Linked DNA regions of Mus musculus: region 2 is linked to region 1. A link is a contact called in public Hi-C data. All regions are on one chromosome and are shown on one strand. Each heading gives the region's core, a stretch centred on a gene start, on an enhancer-like site or on the middle of the called end of the contact. The rest is flanking DNA. Distances are from core to core; before and after follow the strand shown.

Region 1 (3,039 bases), core at 291-2,790:
GAGGCAAAAAAAAAAAAAAAAAAAAAAAAAGGGACTTCACTTCCTCCCCTCTCAGCGCTGTCAGCAAACATCAAGTGTCGTGGGCATCATAAAATCATAACTATCACAGGGAGCCCAGGGTAAAGGGAGAACAGACCTAGGGAACGGGCTGCTTCCCCATCCCCGAAGCCTGAAAGGCCACAGGGGCTTGTTGACACAGCTGGGGAAGAAAGGTTTTATCCTGCCTCATTAATCACTTCTGCACAGGAGCTCCAAGGCAGGGGCACCCCAGGGGCACCAGGCTAGCTCTCACAGGGCAAGGAGAGTGCGAAGGGGGGGTGGGGTGGGGTTGGGGGTCCTCGCCTCAGGCTCAGGATCCAAGGCAGCTCTGAACAGACAGGGGATCGTGGAATGAGGTTGCCCAGACCCTGGGGACCCACAAACAGGGGATTGTCCAGCCCGGATGTTCGCCCAGAGTATGCTTCTTCCTGCTTGGAGGTGAATGCTTCCAGCCCGAGCTGGTAACCCCTAACTCACGGGTCCCTAGGGGGAAATATATTTTCCTCTTTCCCATTTAGTCAAACGAGTGTCAGCTGCTTGCCATGCGGTTCCTGACCCTCCCTAAACTCTACCCAGGAGGTGGGTGGGGTGGGCTGGTGATGGAGTCCTCAGTAGGATAATCGGAAGACATCGAGGGTCAGCAAGCTTTGCTAAGAGCAACTCAAACCATATGACTTAGCTCTGAGTATAGGAGACAAGAAGAGTCAGAGGGACCATTTCCCCACCTCTCTCAGTCGGAACACAAACATGGCCTGAGCACCTACCAGGTGCCAAGGGCACAGCACAGAGCAGAGGCTAGTGCCAAGCCTCCCCGGAGCTCACGCAGAAGCTCCAGAAGAGCAAAGGATGTCTCAGAGCGGCCAGGAAGGCCAGTGCCCCTGAGCCCCGGCCTGGTTTGCAGAACTGCCTTCCTTAGTTAACACTTTCTTGGTCGGTGGCCATCCATCCTAAAGGCTCCTCCAAGATCTGAACCAAGACTCCGACGGTGGGCAGCAGTTGGAGGGCACGGGGACTCCCCTGCAGCCCCTCCCTGACTGTGCAGAGGGCAGAATCCAGGTAGATTTCTCCAGTTTCATCTTGAGCCTTTAAGAGGAGCAGATAGATGGCCACTTGGCCCCGGGATTCCCCGCGCTCCCTCCACCACTAGGGGGCGCGCTCTACTTCTCGCCTTCCAGGCTCCCTCTTGCAGTCTCTGATTCTTCACCCCTCTCCTCTCCTCCCTCCTGCCCGCTCCGCATCCCGTTTTCTCTCTCCAGCTCCCTGCCCCCCTTCTTCCTGTCTCGTATTTTCCTGCCCAGGAATCAGACCCCAGACAGTACCTAGGAAGTCTGCGGCCTTGCCTAATAGAACCGTAATAGTCCTCGGGGAGGCGTGATAATGACATCCTCCTTAAATAAAAGGACTTAATGGAGATTTCCCAAATTTGAAAACCACATTTCCACTAGCAACCTACTCAGTGAGTGCTCTGGAAAGGAACTCATGGGGAGCTGCTGTAGGGGGGAGCGGGTGAGGAGGCTCGGAGTCTGCGCAGAGCTTGCTGTTCCGCACTACTCTCCCGTGCAGGACAAAGGACCCTTCAGAGGTTACAAACCACGGAGGTGGGTCACATCAGTCTTCTCCTACCCAACCCCACCAGCTCCCAAAGAGCAAAACGCTCAGACTCAGCAAATACTGTGTAACCCAAGGTGAAGTGCTTCCCTCTAGATCCCAGTGGTCCCCGCTGAACTAGGTATAATCGCCTACACATTATGACCCTGTTGGGATTAAAAGTTAGGGCGCCAAGCTGCACGCAGAGCCTTCTTTTTTAAATTACATTTTAATTTATTCTGTGGATGGAGGGCGCATATCCCAATGAAGTTGAAGAGGTCACAGGACAGCTTGCGGAAGCCAATTCTCTGCTTCCATTATGTGGGTCCCTGGGATCAAACTCGGGTGTCAGGCTTGGCAGCAAGCACCCTTACCGAATGAGCCCAAGAACAGGCCCAAGAACCTTCTACACAAGTACTGTGTGATAGAGGCCCTTGTCATCCATCCTACAAAAGAATAGCAGACTCTTGTCTTAAAACACCAGCCTGAAGTAGTAGCTCACATGTTCCACAAGCACTATGAAGCCTGAGGCAGGAGGATTGCTGTGAATTTGAGGCCACCTGGTCTATACAGTGAATTCCAGTCTAAATAGTGAAAGCCCGTCCCATAAAAAGCAGGAAAAGAAAGGGCTGGGGGCATAGCTCAGTTGGCAGAGTGCTTACTAGCCTGAAGGAAGCCCTGGCTTTGTACCCCAGCACTGCGAAAGCATAGCAGTGCTTTCCTGTAATTCTCAAATTTGGAGGTGGAGGCCGGAGGATGCATGAGACACAGGGGGGAGAGAGAGACTGAGAGACAGAGAGACAGAGAGACAGAGAGACAGAGAGACAGAGAGACAGAGCTGATATGGAAACCGTTCCTTGAGTGCCTGAGGTTAGGGATGTTAAGGTAGAGAGCTCTGCTATCAACACGCTGTGATCTTGGGCAGAGATCTTCCCCATCTCTGGCTGCCCATCTTCTGAGGTGAAGACACGTGGGATTAGATGGTCTATTAAGGTATCTCCATTCTAAATAAAAGTTGAAACTGGAATAAAACTCTTCCTATTCCGGCCTGGCAGCTGCTAGAGAAGCAGTGTGCTTGCCAACACTGCCACCTGGTGGCGGCAACACTCCACTACAGGGGAGACTTCTGGGTCGAGTGGGCGTTCACTTCTCCTCCACCAGCTAAGTGACTCTAGGTTTTTATTGTTGTTAATTACATTATTAAATTTTTATCTTATCTTAATTATATATGTTTGCGTGTGGGTATGTGCACATACATGCAGGTGCCTGTAGAGGCTAGAGCCATCAGATGCCCTGGAGCTGGAGACGGGTAGCTATGAGCCTCCCAGTGGGAAGGAGAGAGACGGCCTAGGAATTCTATCCAAATCCTGTAGGCAGAGTCTAAAAACTGCTCTGCAAGAGTAGTATACACCC
Region 2 (3,011 bases), core at 466-2,965, 64 kb before region 1:
CAGAATGATCATCAGGAGGGCTTGTCTAAACAGGTTGTTGCGGGGCTGGGGCTGTGTTGCTTCTGTTGATAAAGAGCCAGTTGTGCAAGCATGAGGACCTGAGCCCAAGCCCCGGAACACATGTTTAAAAACACAATTCTGGACATGGTGGTAAATGCCTGGAATCTGAGGAATGAGCAAGTAGAGACAGGAGGGTCCCTGGGCATACTGGTCAACCCGTCTAGCCAAACCGGCCAGCTCCGGGTTCAGTGAAGGACCTAGTCTCAAAAACTAAGGTAGAGAAACCATTGAAATGGCTCAGTGGGCAAAGACTCTTACTGAAGAACCTAACACACTGAGTTCAGTCTCTGGAACCTTACAGCAAATGGAGAGAACCAACTCTCAGAAGCTGTCCTCCCCACTACATACATACAAACATACAAACATACATACATACAAACATACATACATACATACATACATACATACATACATACATACATTATTTAAGACCTAAGTTAGAGGGTGACACAGAAAGACAGCCAATGCTGACATCTGGCTGCCACACATGCACACACACACATATGTGCACATACACATATATGCACATACACACAAATAATGTGCACACACATACACACGCACACAGGTGAGCACACACACACACATGCACACACACAAGTGTTGATTTTCCCATCCTACTCCAGTGAGTTTGTGACTCAGCAGTGATTTCTATCTACTTCACACAAGTTTTCAGTCGAAGCTCACGCTGGGAGCACACCCTCTTTCCTGGTCTCACAGTGCTAAATGCCTTCCCCAGACCAGGCATGGGGCCCAGGGCCAGAATACCAAAATACCCAAAATACCCTGGCAAGGCTGGAGGGTATCCTCAGCCACACCTCCCTTCCTAGGAACTTTGTTTGTCTTGAAGTGTGGAGACCCCTGAGCTGCAGGCTACTGAGGCCTTCCCAGAGTCAGGCTGGGACTACAGACGTTAAACAGCCAAGCAGTGCTTTGCCTGCCTCAGGAAGTGAAAATCTAACGAGGGGAACGGAAGTGAGCAGAGTACACTTGAGACTGGGACCATCTTAGGGACAAGATGCTGGAAGGAATGAGGGATGCCAGGGCTTCTCAGTGTAATTTAAAAGCGAGACAGACGAGGAAATGCTGCCCAACTGTTTACAAACTAATGGATGGATGAGAATGAGCCCTCTCATGTCATGAGCTCACTATGTCTCCCCCATGTGGGGGTCTTCTTTTCACAGACAACCAGGAGAACGGAGGAGGGAAGCCAGAAGGCAGCAGCAAAGCCCGGAAGGAGAGGACAGCCTTCACCAAGGAGCAGCTACGGGAGCTGGAGGCAGAGTTTGCCCACCACAACTACCTGACCCGGCTCCGGAGATATGAGATTGCAGTCAACCTGGACCTTTCTGAGCGGCAGGTGGGGCCTGGGTGCTTGCGCTGCTGTCTTCTCGCCTCCCTTCCCAGTCACCCCTGCCTGCCCCCCCCCCCTTTACCCAGCCACAGCGGTACCGAAGACCACCCCATGGAGAGTTATCAGAATTCCACCGATGGAGAATCTGTAATTGATCTGGGAGGGAGCCCAGTTTTCCAACGGTCCCCCGGGGTACTTCTCATGTGAACAAGAACTGGGACATGTGTGGTCTGATTTCCCTCAAACTTGAATCAGCATTTGCCTCAGAGTCACCAAGGCAATTGTTTACATGGGAATTGTGCAAGCCCTGTTGTCAAGGAGACAGGGCATGTAAGGGGGGTGGGGGAAGCCCAGAGTAATTGTCAGAGACTTTCCACCTCTGCCCACATCCAGAGAGTAGGCAGGCCTTAGTGCGGACCTGTGTGGTCCCTGGATCCTTATGGGGTATCAACAAGTGAGGGTTCCAGATCTTGAGCAACGTGGCGAGGGGGTGACCCTAACCCTGGAGAGACCTGATCCTTTTGCTTCCTCTTTCAGGTCAAAGTCTGGTTCCAGAACCGGAGGATGAAGTGGAAACGTGTGAAGGGGGGTCAGCCTGTGTCCCCACAGGAGCAGGACCGAGAGGATGGGGACTCTGCAGCTTCTCCAAGTTCAGAGTGAGATGCTCCAAAGACCAAAACCAAGAAAGACTGAAGGAACCCCCTCTCCAGTTCCCACCACCCGGTCCCACCCTCTCACATCTCTGGACCCACCCAGGGCAGCCTGCACACACTCTAAGGTGTGAAGTTGCCCAGTATGTGGGAGCCTTGAATTTCCCAGAAGGCTTAGCTCAGCGTCCTTACATCTCAGCAGCCCCTTCCCCAGGCCTTCAACTTCCCACTCTCTCTTGAACTCCAAAGGACTGGGAAACTATAGAAACAGAGCCTGGGGCCCTCTTTTCTGGGTCTCTTGGCTACTACCCACACCTAGCATCCCCCTCTTACATCAGGGTCTCCTCTGGGTCTGGCCCCATCTGGCCTATGCAGAATCCATTCCTTGGTACCAGCTGGTGACTTGTAAAAGCAAACCTCTCTCCAGATGTTCACACCGTTGAGTTGAAGGTTAGGAAGTGGCTCCTGTGTCTAAGGACGGAGAGGATAGCACAAGAGCTGATGGATGAGGACTGAGATACGTGGACCTTGGAAGTAGAACGTTCTCAGGCTGCAGCGTCTTGTGTTCTCCAAGGACTCTGACTGCAGATAAGGACAGGAAAACAACCCATCTTCCTCCATGGGATGCATTTGGACCTATCCTGCGTGTTCCGGAAAAAGCTTTGTGGGAAGACCTCCCAGGTTCACACACATGCGCAGCTCAGATCTCAGACCCAACTTCTGAGGATGCTCCTGTGAGGACTGGTGGGAAAACAGCCTCAGGCAACAGTCTCCTTGGAAGAGACCCCTGTGTGCCTCAGTATTAGATGGTGGATCTCCCAGATCCTGCTGATGTTGCAGAAGGAGGGTCAGCAAGTATTTGAATTTCTTGCATGGAGATCTGATTGTGAGTGTTTAAAAATAACCCCAGTTCCCTTCCCCACCCCATCAAGACAGAAGCTGTGGAA

The links. A called contact is a pair of places that touch in the nucleus more often than the background predicts.
Region 2: a Hi-C map of the N1E-115 cell line shows a contact between it and region 1, with 5 times the contacts expected there. The contact joins two enhancer-like sites. A contact is called at or near these places in 20 of 39 promoter capture datasets (the 3T3-L1 cell line, 3T3-L1-derived adipocytes, the C10 cell line and 12 more), 1 of 15 datasets of contacts at CTCF or cohesin (the NIH/3T3 cell line), 5 of 484 Hi-C or Micro-C datasets (the N1E-115 cell line, cranial neural crest, embryonic fibroblasts and 2 more) and 13 of 115 datasets of contacts at active chromatin or transcription factors (a beta-TC-6 cell line, craniofacial prominence, embryonic basal ganglia and 10 more).

The regions. Positions count from the first base shown.
Region 1 is chr11:101,813,127-101,816,165 of GRCm38.p6, reverse strand. No RefSeq gene overlaps it. Among named protein-coding and RNA genes, the nearest start is that of Gm39392, 29 kb to the right of the region's middle. Within about 2 kb of position 1,540, at least 48 of the 459 cell types and tissues checked have an H3K27ac peak or open chromatin away from gene starts, as enhancers often do. A contact at or near this core is called in the N1E-115 cell line, where this site is marked.
Region 2 is chr11:101,877,670-101,880,680 of GRCm38.p6, reverse strand. It overlaps Meox1 (mesenchyme homeobox 1), which reads left to right. Exons shown (of 3, transcript NM_010791.3): 2 at 1,245-1,420; 3 at 1,952-3,011. The coding sequence ends at 2,074. Among named protein-coding and RNA genes, the nearest start is that of Meox1, 15 kb to the left of the region's middle. Within about 2 kb of position 1,715, at least 27 of the 459 cell types and tissues checked have an H3K27ac peak or open chromatin away from gene starts, as enhancers often do. A contact at or near this core is called in the N1E-115 cell line, where this site is marked.